2 separate regions of the Mus musculus genome follow, and region 1 is linked to region 2. Evidence: chromatin contacts called from public Hi-C data. All regions are on one chromosome and are shown on one strand. Each heading gives the region's core, a stretch centred on a gene start, on an enhancer-like site or on the middle of the called end of the contact. The rest is flanking DNA. Distances are from core to core; before and after follow the strand shown.

Region 1 (6,442 bases), core at 420-2,919, 130 kb before region 2:
GGAAGACGTCCTAAGGCCCTACAGGCTGCAACCCTGGAAGACATTCCACGGGTGGAAGGGGGTGGAAGCAGAGTCCTCCCCCCCCCAACCCCCCAGTCAGGAAGGAAGTCATGTGGAATCTGACCCCTGTCAGGAAGTCGTGTTTGGCTGATTGTATAAGTCCAGGCATGGATGAGTGTGCTTAGATATATTGGTGTCTTTTTTTTCCTCTGTTGCTGTCTTGTTTTTGTTTGTGGTTTTCATCATGGGACACAGACACTGTACATAGGAGATAAATTGGAATCCCTCCCTGCCTGCCTGACTGACTGTATGTCTGGGTGTCTGTCTGTCTGTCTTGTTCACTTGTGTGTCCTCCATTAGACCACCTTCTGATTCTGTTTTGCTTTTGGTTTGTCTGGTTTCAGGTATGGTTTTGGTTCCAAGGGATTGACTGATTATCTTGGTTTGGTTTTAGGCCGGTCTCAGGTTCTGGGGGCCTTCCCACGGAGAGGTCCATTTGGGTTGGTTGCAGTGACAGTGAGACATGTCAAAACGTTGCAGGCCACAACGCTGGAGGATGCTCTGGTGTCAAGCTGGGAAGTTAGATTTGAAACAGTCCTTCTCAACCCAGCACCTAGGGTTCAGTATATGCCTGGAACAGATAGTGTCAGGCTTCTCTGGAAATCACGTGTAAGACACCCTGTATTGGTCTTGCTTGTATTTGTCATTTCTGTGGTACTGTGATTCTATGGTGGTTGCCTGAAAACGGTTTCTATGTGTGTCTTGTGTGTCTCTTTGTGTTCAGACTTGGACTAACAACTGACAACTGTTTTTGAGTTATGCCCTCTGGAATAAACCTAAGAATCCTGTCAGATCCCTATGCTGACCACTTCCTTTCAGATCCTCAGCTGCCCTGCCTCCCACTCCAACTCCAGGAAGCAGCCAGCGGGTCACAGTGGTCCCACCCATGGACCTAGAGCCTAGGGAGAAATGAGCTCGGGAAACCCGGAGCAAAAGAGGGGTGGTCCCTGAGAAGTCAGTGGCCCTGGATGTTGTGGCTGCTGAAGGGGACATAGAGGAGGCTGTGGGAGTGGCCCTCCCCTCCATGACCAAACCCGTCACAGTTCGTGGCTAAAAGTAAAAGGCTAGCAAAAGGGGTGCTAACACAGAAGCCGAGTCCTTGGAAGAGGCCAGTGGCCTACTTGTCGAAGCAGCTAGAAAAGAGACTGTGTTTCATATTCCCCCACCGACCAGTGCAAAACAAGTTAGAAAAGTTCCTGGGCACTGCGGGCTTTTGAAGACTGTGGATTCCAGGTTTTGCTGAATTAAAGAGATAAACAGCCCTATGCCATCAAGACTGCCCTAATGTCGTCCCCAGCTTTGGGCCTCCTAGATGTGACTGAGAACAAAGGTATTGCCAAAGAGGTTCTTACTCAGATATTGGGGCCCTGGAAAAGAACTGTGGCATACTTGTAAGAAATTAGACCTGTGACTGTAAGATGGCCTGCTTGTCTGAACATAGTGGCTTCTGGTGAAGGACGCAGATAAATTGACTCTGAGACAAAACTTGGTGCATGACCTAGAAAGTGTGGTCTCTCAGCCCCACTGACCGATGGCTGACTAACACTCTTGAAAACTTTATCCAACCATTCCCCTGACCGATGGACACATTATCAGAGCTTTTTGTTGACTGAACGAGTGGCCTTCGCTCACCCTGCTGTCCTCAATCTCGCTACCCTACTGCCTGAGACTTCACCTACTCATCACCGCGCTGACATTCTGGCAGAAGAAACTGACGCTTGAAATGATCTGAAGGATCAGATCAGCCTTGGCCTGAGAGTTCGAGCTGGTACATGGATGGCAGTAGCCTTGCAGTTGAAGGCAAGTGGAAGGCAGGGACAGCAGTGCAGTGGTAGACAGAAAGCTGAACTTGTGGGTCACTAGACCTCTTTATTCCTCATTTCAATGTGGACACGTTGTGGTGGGAAATCTCCCTTTTTCTGCTTTTTGTTATTACCTTTGTTTAATTGGTATATGGAGGACAGGGAAGAGAGAGCCTGGCTTGTTCAGCTGCTAAAATCCAGGTTCTGACCCTAACAAAATCATTAACAGTGAGGGATCATTGGTGAGTTCTGAGTAGAGGAGGGAGGTGGTTCGGTATAGAGGGGGGAAGGTGGCAGAGCAGCTGGAGAGGAATGAGCACTGTAACTCTGCAGTAGGATGCCACAGAAACAAACATGTACCTTAGCCTCCAAGTGCTGGGAACCCCAGGCTGCTGGATGGAGTGGCTTTAACAAATACCTGCCCTCAACTTCAAGACTTGAGGTAACCGTCCAGTTAACTGATAACATCTAGGCTGAATACGAAAAATGATGCCAGCATTCCTTAGTCATGTTGCCTCATTACCATGTCATGTTACATATTTAAAACAAGCAGCGTTGTGTGAAAACAAGCAACGTTATGTGACCGGAGAATCGCCTGAGTGAGGGACACCTCTCCTAGAGGACCTTCTCACAGAAAGAACCAAATGAATCACTGAAGACAGGTTAATGGGGTTTTAATGATCCCCGGGTACGGGGAAAATATAATGCACCTTGCAAGAAGGGACAAGGCCATCAAGTCAGGAGAGCAAAGAAGCTTCAAGTCTTGGGCGTGGTTCTTATTGAGATTGGAATGAAACTGTATTCTGCCCAGGATGACTTGAAATCTGTCCTCCATCTTGTCAGACCAATTGAGGAGGAAACAACTAACTGCATTCCATTAGCGTTGGCTTAACTGCTCAGTCAGCTGAAGACTGGTCAGTGTAGCCCACACTTGGATGAGTGTTTGATGTAGGAGATAGCTAAGCACATTCATTGAAGAATTTACTCTTAGGCTTTGGGCCAGGGAGGCACAGCTATCCACTGCCATCAGTTTGCCTTTTAGCCTGTGGCTGTTTTAAAGCCCCTGCCTCTTGGCTTCTGCCTAATGTCACAGTTACAAGTCCCCACTGTTCTTCTTGTTTGTGTTCATCTAAGCAGCAACAACCACCTGAAGGGGTTATCCTGTGTAGCCATCACTGGCACTAGCACTAGCAGCAAACTTCTTGACTGATTCAAATTTCTTCTTTGTGTGCAGTTCTAGCTTTTTATTTTTATTTTTTTAACTGTCAGCTTCTAAGGTGGGAAAACACACATTTGAAGTATTGCCACTTTGAGGGGTTGCCTTCCTGCTCAATTCCTTAGTTCCATACCTTCTGAAATAATTTTCTTCTCTGTTCTTTACATTCCAGTTCTGTTTTTTTTGTTGTTGTTGTTGTTTTGTTTTGTTTTATTTTGTTTTGTTTTTGCTTGTGATAGAGTCTTGTTATATAACCTAGATCCACTCACTTCAAACTCAAGATTCTCCAGAGGTCAATTGTGAGGTGTCTTCCTCTATTGCTTTCTGCCTTTATTTATTTATTTATTTATTTATTTATTTATTTATTTATTTATTTATTTATTTAGCGACAGGGCTTCTCTTTGAACCCAGAGCTCATCAATTGGGCAGACTGGTTAGATTGGCTGGCCAGCGGGCCCCAGTGATCCACTCACTCTCTCACTCCGCCTCCCCTGTGCTGGAAGTACAGGAACGCACTGCCACACCCATCTTAAACTGGATGCTGAGGATCCCAGATGAATTCCTTGTGCTTGTGAAGAAAGCGCAGTACCCACTGGGCCATGTCCTGAGCCCAGGTGTCCTCTCATTGAATCAGATTGCAAAGCCTCTTAAATTTGAGTAGTGGACAAACTGACTTGGGGTTTTGTCATCCTTAGCATGCTGGCATTAACTCACCTGGAACCACGTTTCTGTCAATGAGATGTTCACGGTCTTCACACCTGAAAAAACCAAAGCCCATCCAAGCAAGATGAAACACTGAAGGGGCAGATGAAGCATATCGCCCAGCACAGACTTCACGGAAACCACAGTGGACTCATTGTTGATCCAATGGCATAACTAAATAAAGTCATTGTGACATGCTCTGGGTTTGTGACCATTATATAGCTGGGTTGGAAATATTGGTAATTTTGAGATCCTTTTAATGATTCCCAGAGAAAAAGGGACAGAGTATTTGAAATTGGAATTGTTTTGTAAGCAGCTTTGACTGCCTGGCTTGACTGTCTACGACAGGAATGTTCAACAAGTTTAGGGTTTATGTTAGAACTGCAAGAATGTTTTCTTTATGACAGGACACATAAGTGGCAAGATTTAGTTTATAGTGATCGATATTAAAAGAAAAAAAAGCTGGCACTAGGAAGGGAAATGACTTGAAATGACCTCTTTGTGGGCTATGGAGGAGCCTTTGCAGGCTTCTGCCCAGGAGTGGGGGTCTCTTGTTGACTACTTACAGAAGGGGAGATGACGTAAAACCTCACCCTTGCCCCAGACTCATTCCTTCACAGCAGTGTGGCTTACTTGCTTAAGCCTCATGAAGATATACTCTTTGAGGATCTAAAAGCCTGATTTATCGGAGGGACACTAGGGAGATGGCTTAAATAAAGCCTTTGCACAGAGAACATGAGGCCTGGAATTCAGGTCCTCAGCACCACATAAATACCAGGTGGGCATGGAGGCCTCCCTGTAATCCCAATGTCCAGCAAGCTGCATAGGGTGACCTGTGAAGCTCTGGGTTCTACTGAGAGACCCCGTTCCACATATATACACATGCACATACACCACAGACACGCAAAAACAAGCAAACTCAGTAAATCCTGGTTTTACACAGATGTATTGGTATAGGCCTACAATCCCAGCTCTTATGAGGCTGAGGTCAAAGACTGTGAGTTTGGGGCCTGGAGAGATGGCTCAGGGGTTAAGCGCACTGACTGCTCTTCCAGAGGTCCTGAGTTCAATTCCCAGCAACCACATGGTGGCTCACAACCATCTCTAATGGGATCTGATGCCCTCTTCTAGTGTGTCTGAAGACAGTGACTGTGAACTAAAATAAATTAAATAAATAAATCTTTAAAAAAAAAACACACACTCCAGGTGGATTTCCTTAAAAAAAAAAAATTGTGAGTTTGAGCCTACCTGGGCTACGTAGTGAAACCTAGTGGGGCTGGGGCAGGGCACAATACCTCAACCCCCAAACAAACAAAATTCCTTGTTCTCTTCTTTTAAAACTGGGATTCTGGGGCTAATGAGATGGCTCAGAGGTTAAGAGCACCGACTGCTCTTCCAAAGGTCCCGAGTTCAAATCCTAGCAACCACATGGTGGCTCACAACCATCCGTAACGAAATCTGATGCCCTCTTCTAGAGTGTCTAAAGACAGCTACAGTGTACACACATATAATAAATAAATAAATCTTTAAAAAAAAAAAAACAAGCTGGGATTCTACTGCCAGCTAGCTGTTGAACACTGATGCGGGTCATCAGAGCAGGCACAGGGCAGCTCTTCACAGACTAGTCCTGTTTTTTAAAGATAACACTCCATCTCAAACTCTGCATTTCTTGCAGAGGAAGGAAATTGTCACACAGCTACATAATTCCAGAGGACTGAAGGGATCAGTAGTCTTAAAAACACTTCCTTTTTTCAGGAATCACATGGCAATTTTATCTCTTCCAAGGTCAGTGCACTGTATGAACTCCACCTAAGCAGGAAGAACCTCATTTCCCTTGATTTTGTCGCTCCATCAAGAATTTACCTTCCACAACCACCAAACCCAGACACTATTGCATATGCCAGCAATATTTAGCTGACAGGACCCTGATATAGCTATCTCTTGAGAGGCTATGGCAGTGCCTGACAAATACAGAAGTGGATGCTCACAGTCATCTATTGGATGGAACACAGGGCCCCTAATGAAGGAGCTAGAGAAAGTAACCAAGGAGCTAAAGGGGTCTTCAACCCTATAGGAGGAACAACAATATGAACTAACCAGTACCCCCCCCCCCAGAGCTGTGTCTCTAGTTGCATATGTAGCAGAGGATGGCCTAGTTGGCCATCAATGGGAGGAAAGGCCCTTGGTCTTGAGAAAATCATATGCCCCAGTACAGGGGAATGCCAGGGCCAGGAATCGGGAGTGGGTGAGTTGGGGAGCAGGGCAGGGGGAGGGTATAGGGGACTTTTGGGATAGCACTTGAAATGTAAATGAAGAAAACATATAATAATAATAATAATAATAATAATAATAATAATAATAATAATAAAAGAACTACCTTCCAGGAACTAGAGACATGGCTCAATGGTTAAGAGGGCTAACTGTTCTTAAATTCACAAAACCTGGGTCAAATTCACAGAACCCACATAGTGGCTCATAACCATCTGTAACTCTGTCACTCCGAGTCAGGAGCAAACTTCCCTGAGACACCTCATCAGCTAGGCAGAGTACATCCACCTAGTTCTGGACAAAGGCATTTACCACCATAAGCTTTTTAAAGGCTTGTTGATTCTCCTTGGGTTTCCAAAGATAAGTAAGCCTACCGTTGCCCAGATGTCTAGTG
Region 2 (6,857 bases), core at 2,568-5,067:
AATGATGAACTTGCATTTCTTTTGTTTATGTTCTATGCTCAGCTCTAGCTTTACAAGTTAGGTTGTAATTTGTATGGTTCATTCTGGGCACTAAGCAACTTCATCGCTGCTTTCTATATTAGAAGTGGTTTATGAGAGTTCTGAGGTGAATACTCAACAATGTAAATAATTGAGAAAGGCTTCCCTTAGAAGAGGTAGAGTTATTAGGATGGTAAATTACAGAAGTGACCCTGCACAAGGATATTCTATAAATAAGAATTGGATTGGAAGAAGGTGGATAATTAAGAGAGTTAGAGAGGCATGGAGCAAGACTGTGTAAGAGAGCTACATCTTACCTTAGTAAGGGACAAAGTGCGAGGGCAGCTTTGGAAGTAGGAACAGTAGTTTTACAGTGTAGCAGACTGCCAGACAGTACAGTGTTCTGGTGAGTGAGTGATGGGCAGGTCGTAAGTTTCAGGGTGTGGAGGGTTGTACAGAGATGAGATCTGTTTGTCTTTACCCCTGGTGGGAGCACATGAACCTCTGGAAGGTGACCTGGCTCCGTCTACTTGTAGTATCACTTAGGATGCCTGCTCCTCTTGCTTCATGGGGATGCTTCTCATTCTTCTTCTTTACAATTTGTTTCATTGTTATTGTGGTTATGCCTAGATTTTTATTCTTTTAAAAACATTTATGTATCATTGCCAGATATTTCTAGATGTAGGATCTCAGAACATGAATTAAATGCTATCTGACATTGACCAGAATCTATTTCACAAGGGCCGTCCTGTTTAACCCTTCTGAAATAGATGACGTCTTTCTAGGTTTGTTTTTTTTGCGTTGGTGGTTATGTTGGTGGTGGTCATATGTACGGCTTTGACGTCTGAGCTACATTCTCTGTATGTCTCAGTTTTTAAAGATTTTATTTTTAATTATGTATGCATATGTGTGTGCATATGTGTATATGAGTCTGTGTGGGTTCATGCATGTGACTGTAGTACCTGTGAAGGCCAGAAGAGCCCATCAGATCTTCTGGAACTTTTACTAGATGTGGGTACTAAGAACTGAACTCAGGTCTTCAAGAACAGTATGCATTCTTAGTTGCTGAGCCATCTCTCCACCTTCATTTCTCAGCTTTTATAGAAGACAGGTGGGGAGGTCTGTGGAGTTAGGCGACCTTTCACAAATTGCACATTTATCAGGTAGTAACTCATAGAATTTACACTTGTGTTCTTAACTCTGTGGTAGTTACTTGTACAGTGGAATGAGGGGATGTTTAACTGGCTGAGGAACCTGAAGACTGGGCCTCAAGCTCATATTGTCTTCTCTTGAGAACCACCTAGATGCAGCCCCCAGGAGGTTATTTTAGTGATACCTAAGATTTGTTAATTAGGTGTGATCAGGCACCCTGATAGGAAAATGACTGCAATGAAGGAGAGGTTTTAATTATACTTGTTCTTGCCTTAAAGCTGGAGACATGTCACAGAGGGTCTTAGAGGTCACCCAGAGGTGAAATCAGCAGGTACAGAGAAAATTGAGGGCAGGAGTCTTTATTATGTTTAAAAAAATGGTCAAGACAAGTATACTAAGCTGAATTTAGGGTTATAGAGTTGAACCATTTGAGCTGACTCTAGGCTGGTTGTTCATATCCGAGTGATTCAGGAGGCTCAAGATTTGGAGAGCACAAGAAAGAATTTGGAATTAGTTGGTCTTAGGCCCTTTCTAGAAGAATTAGCTAACCCAAGGAGGGCCAGTTCTTCCCTTTAGAAAGGCCATAGATGTCAGACCACCAAGAATATAGAAAATAAGAAACTACCCTAATAGAAGAGCAGTCTGCTACCTTGAATGCCATCCCTTTCCAGCAGAGAAGTTGTATGGTTTAGAAGAAGCCTATTGTCAAGAAATAAGAAAACTTAAAATTTGATAGCAAGAAATTTCTTCACTCACCTATACCTGATTAAAACACACAGAGAAGAGGTTTCATTTACAGAGCCTGTGTGTGCTGTCATTGAACTTGTATACACTCTCCCTGCCAAACTCACAGACATCACAGAGTCTGAAATTATGGCTAAACACACTTGATTTTCAGAATCCTTATTCTAAATTTTATCAAAATTATTTCCCAGATTATACTATTTAAATCTTGCCATTATCCTTCTAGACACCCAAATGCTCTTTCTAGTCTGTAAAATGAGGCTCAGCTGGTCTGTCCTTCCCTCTCCCCAGGGGAGTCCTCCTCTGGAGAGCAACTCCCTCAGTTCCAGGCCACTTTGCCAGGTGTGTTTCTTCTCTGCCTGTTAAGCCATGTGCCTTTCTTTGCAGGGGCTTTAACCCTTTTCTTACCACCACTCTTTTACTGCTCAAACTCACTGAATAAATTCTGGTAAGTGTTGCTGGGATGAGGGATGGGGAATGCTTATTCTTCTAGTGAACTTGTGTAATAAACCATAGTGTGTGTGTTATTCCTTAATGTGGCTATGCCTTAGCCTCTTAATGAGGCCATAAAATTCCTCAGCCTAGCAGTCATTACTTTGTACTTGCTAATATTTATTGTTGAATTAAAGTCTCTTAAATTCTCAACCTCTGTTCATTGTAGTTATTTGGTACTTTTGTGTTAATAGCATTTTCCCCCACCTAGAACAAGCTAGATGGAAGAGACAAGGCTCAGATATGTCTGGGTCTAGATCGGCTTTGACAGCATTAAGCTGATGATTTTGATAGAGGTACCTACCTTCTTTGCTTTGGCTTCCAGGCCTAGAAATCAGGGGGTAGGACTAGTGAGCCTAGAAGTCACTTACAGGTCTGTTAACCCTCAAAACTGTAACTGCAGCTTTGTTTGAAGTGTCTACAATTTTTTTTAAATGTTTGAACTCTGGTTAGCCTTTTAAAATTACTTATTTTATGTATGTATGTATATATACCATGTATAGTGGAGAAGCTATGGAGTTTCCAGGCTACTACACCTGAAAGGTCATTCCTCTTTGTTAAACACAGGGTTAGATTTTCACTTTACTGTAGGTCTGTCCTTATGGGATTGGAGACTTCCAAGAATTAGGGTTTTACTGTAGTAGATTTCCTAGGCTTCTTAATAGTCCCAAGGTGCTATGGCTGTGGCCTCAGCATTGCTTGACTTCCATGGAGCAAGGAAACATGGCTTCAAAGCAGCTTTTTGGAAATATAAAATTGAAAAGTCATGCAAATTTCATTCTTTTGTATTCATGCTTTGGGATGAAAATGCCATTAATATAGCAGTAAATCAAATTACTTGGTCCCGTGTCTCTCCACCACACCTTATAGACTCATCCTTTACCCCCGCCTCCAAGCTAAAGGACATGAATTCCTCGTTCCAGGATAGGTCATTATGTCTCTTCTCTGTCCCTTCTTTGGTGGTCTGGGAAGCACTGAAGTGAGAGGTAAATTGCAGCAGGTGAGCTGCACAGTGGGTACAGGTGATGCCTGGGCCTTTTGAAAGGCACACAGATGAAGGGCACACAGATGAAGGGCATGAATAACCACAGGCACGGGTGTCTGCATTTCCCTCAGTACGCAGGGTGGCATAAGTACGTTATCTTCCCTCCCCAAAGATTGTGGGGATGCTGGATCAGAGCCAGGGCGTTCATTTGCAAAGCCTTGCCCACAGCTGTGTTCAGGAGTTATTGTATGACCGCTGGTGAGCCTAGGGCTGCAGTAGGTTTTACATGTCACTTTAGCAGATTTCCATGGTGGGTTTCTTCCTCAATGCTCAGGTGAGCTTTGTAGAGAGAATGAGTTTAGCTTCTCATGATTTCTCCAAGTAAGGAAAAGAGACTTTCAACTTCTTTCCTGAAATCGGTCACATGGCTTGTCCCAGCACTGTGTTAGGAGCTCTGCAAGTAGGGTGAAACCAAAGTCTGGCTTTCATTCCTCTGACACTGCTTTGGATTTGAGTGCCACCCCTAGCTTGATTGTTGATTTTATTACTATCTCTTCTTGGTGCATGCATTTACTGGATACTAAATCCAGTAAATACTAAGGGGCATGTTAAAACATAGGATTCAGGTCTCTCTCTCTCTCTCTTATCATAGTTATTCTGATGTCTGTTTTTGTTTGTGAACTGAACAAACTGGAAGATAGAAAAGATATAAATGTTTAGCTTATTTTGGACATAATTTGCTTATTCTATTGTGCTATATTAATAGTTTGAATTAGAGGACCAAGGTCTGAGGTGAAGGTATTTGTTTTCAGTGGATAAGTTAACTGCCACACTGCAGGACTGCAGCCTCTCTTATGATTTGGGATCTCGAGGTGAGAAACTTGGGATTGGCCCAACAGAGTGTACTGAATTACTCAGTTCACCTTGGAGGAAGGGAACCTGGAGACAAGACGTTTGTGGAAGTCTGAAATTACATTCTTGTGATTGATTATCTGCCTTAGCAAGGTGCCTTACCCACCCCATCGTGGTAGCAACTGACCTGTGGTAACTGACACCCTCAAAGAAGATCACGTAGACGAGAGATAGGAAATGTACACACGAATCCTTTCGAGATAATAGAAGAGAGCGCACATCAAGACTTAATGGCAGGCCATTCACAATAACAAGTTAGCAGGTGGTGTTATGGTCGAACAGAGCACGTCTTCTCCTTTTACAATGTTCTCACAATAATGTAGAGACCTAGTTTGTATGAATTGGTTTCTTTTTAAAAAATATTCGCTTAGAAGAGAGCTGTACAGGTGCTTGCTGTTTTGTGTGTTTTCGCTGGCTTGTTTTGTGTGGTTTATAACACAGTAGCTGTTAGAGAGCGACATCTAGTGTTTGTGCAAGTGACACTGGGTAGGAAGGAAAGAGCTAGCTTGAAGCCTTCCTTCCCTGCAGCTAATCCTTAGAGCAGGGACATTTACTGATGACAGTGTGGCCAGTCCCACAATAGCCTACAGGTCTGTAGTACATCTAGTGTCATTTCAATCTTAAGTTTCTGAGGTGGCAGCAACCAAGCATTGCATGCATGCTCTGCTGTTTCTGTCTCCTTCCCTATGCAGATTCTCTCAAAGTGAATTTTTTTTTAAATAAAAGAACGATATGGAAAGGAGAGCCAATTAGATATGCTAGTACAAAATAGAAGAGGATGAAAGACATATAGATTTTAGCCAAAAACCAGAAGCTTGCGTGAATTGGAGACTAACTAAAGGGCGTGACTGACACCTTTTATGTGAGTTTCATGTGTACAAAGACGACTTCTTAGAGCTGACCTTTCTTCAGGGCAAAGCTCACCTCTTATGGCAGAATTTTATGCTACAAAGTTGAGAGTCTATGAGACATCCTAGTGAGGTGTTTTCTTAGAGAGGGTTAGACCTGAATATGATGTGCAAGTGAAAAGATAAACTTATAAAATGTATCATGTTTCTGCTTCCAAGGCTTCAAATGTTTGAAAGTTTATGTGTTAGTGCGTAATGGGAATGCTTTCCTGTTTTGTCTGTGGTTCTGCACATCTCATGCTCCATCCGGCAGAGGAGTATCTAACCAACTAGTCTATAGGCATCAGTCCTCTGCTCTCTCCCTCAGCCTCTCCAGTGCTCTCCTGCAATGCAGTGCTGGTTCCCATTGCCATCTGGGCTGTTGCACTCCCAGCACTCTCTCAAGGGCCCTCTTCATCTGGTCTCTGCCTCCTCATTCCTGTCTTATTCTTGTCCCTATTGGCAACCTTTGGAAGTCCTCAGAGCAGCAGAAAAGCTTTCTGGGGGTGGGGTGGACACTGTTTAATCTTCCTGAAATGCCCTTCTCTTGTAGGCTCACCCTTTGTTTTCTTAAGGATTTTGTTCAGAGATATTTCTGCCTTTTCCCCTTAGATTATGCTGTCAAGGCAGAGATAGTGCTTCTTTTGTCTATCTCTAGTCTTTCTCATGGTACCTGGCACAGAATGGGTACTTAACAAGAATATTAATTAATTAGTTTATTAAAAGGTAACTTAAACCTATACCATCTGAATGGTGCATTTATTGAATTTATTATTTTCTTGTGAGTACATGTCTCTTGCATTTCTTATTTCTCAGCATTTTGAACAATTTATATCTACATTATTTTATTATAATATTTTCAGTTGCTATTTCTCTTATATTAAATGATTTGGAGAATCTATTTTTATTAACATATTAAATGCCAGTTATGTAAATACAGCTCACTGCTACAGGATCTTTATGCTCTATTCTTATTAGGGAACTACTTTGATTAATCCTTGTTGCTAGAAGGTGAATTATGTACTTTGTTGAAGAAGGGAAGATATGTGGCTGATATAATTCTAGCTCAGAAACACCTTTCCTTAAACTTCAGATATATAAAAGCATACGTAGGTGACTATATAATTTTCAGATCATTACCACCCACCCTTTAATGTGTATGTCTGAGGTAGATGTAATTTGCTTCAGAAACACCAGGAACTGCATTGCTGTATAGGCCCATGGTGTGCTTTGGGTCCCTGTTGTCCTCACTTTCTCACTGTCCTGACGTCCACTCTGTGACTCATGATCACTTCACCGCAGCTGATGAAAAGGCCAAGGTCAGCCTTGTTGCTGTTGTTTAAGGAATATACTACATTTTCTATTTGGTTTTTGCCTAGTGCTTTTTAGATTTATATTGAATTTACAACTTTAAGTGTGTTTTGTCCAGGCATTTCTTGTGTGTGTTCTTTTATGTGGTTCTGGGGAGTTCGTGATGTGTACTGTACTGGCTCATGGGGTAATCTGTAATAGTCTAGTTTAGTGCTAACCATGCTTTCCATCCTCATTAGTTAATATTTTATGATTTCAGAAGGTTATCTAATTACATATCTACTTCATTAGTTTCCCCAAGTTTTCATCATCTCTTCAATATAACACTTGAGTCTTTAAGAACATAAATCAGAAAC

Evidence for each region. A called contact is a pair of places that touch in the nucleus more often than the background predicts.
Region 1: a contact with region 2 is called in a Hi-C map of liver, with 2.5 times the contacts expected there. The contact joins two enhancer-like sites. A contact is called at or near these places in 34 of 484 Hi-C or Micro-C datasets (3T3-L1-derived adipocytes, the AML12 cell line, the AtT-20 cell line and 22 more) and 4 of 115 datasets of contacts at active chromatin or transcription factors (all in embryonic stem cells).

The regions. Positions count from the first base shown.
Region 1 is chr2:146,594,963-146,601,404 of GRCm38.p6, reverse strand. No RefSeq gene overlaps it. Among named protein-coding and RNA genes, the nearest start is that of Gm52577, 23 kb to the right of the region's middle. Within about 2 kb of position 1,669, at least 2 of the 459 cell types and tissues checked have an H3K27ac peak or open chromatin away from gene starts, as enhancers often do. A contact at or near this core is called in liver, where this site is marked.
Region 2 is chr2:146,467,836-146,474,692 of GRCm38.p6, reverse strand. All of the region lies in intron 3 of Ralgapa2 (Ral GTPase activating protein, alpha subunit 2 (catalytic)), which reads left to right. Among named protein-coding and RNA genes, the nearest start is that of Ralgapa2, 41 kb to the left of the region's middle. Within about 2 kb of position 3,817, at least 14 of the 459 cell types and tissues checked have an H3K27ac peak or open chromatin away from gene starts, as enhancers often do. A contact at or near this core is called in liver, where this site is marked.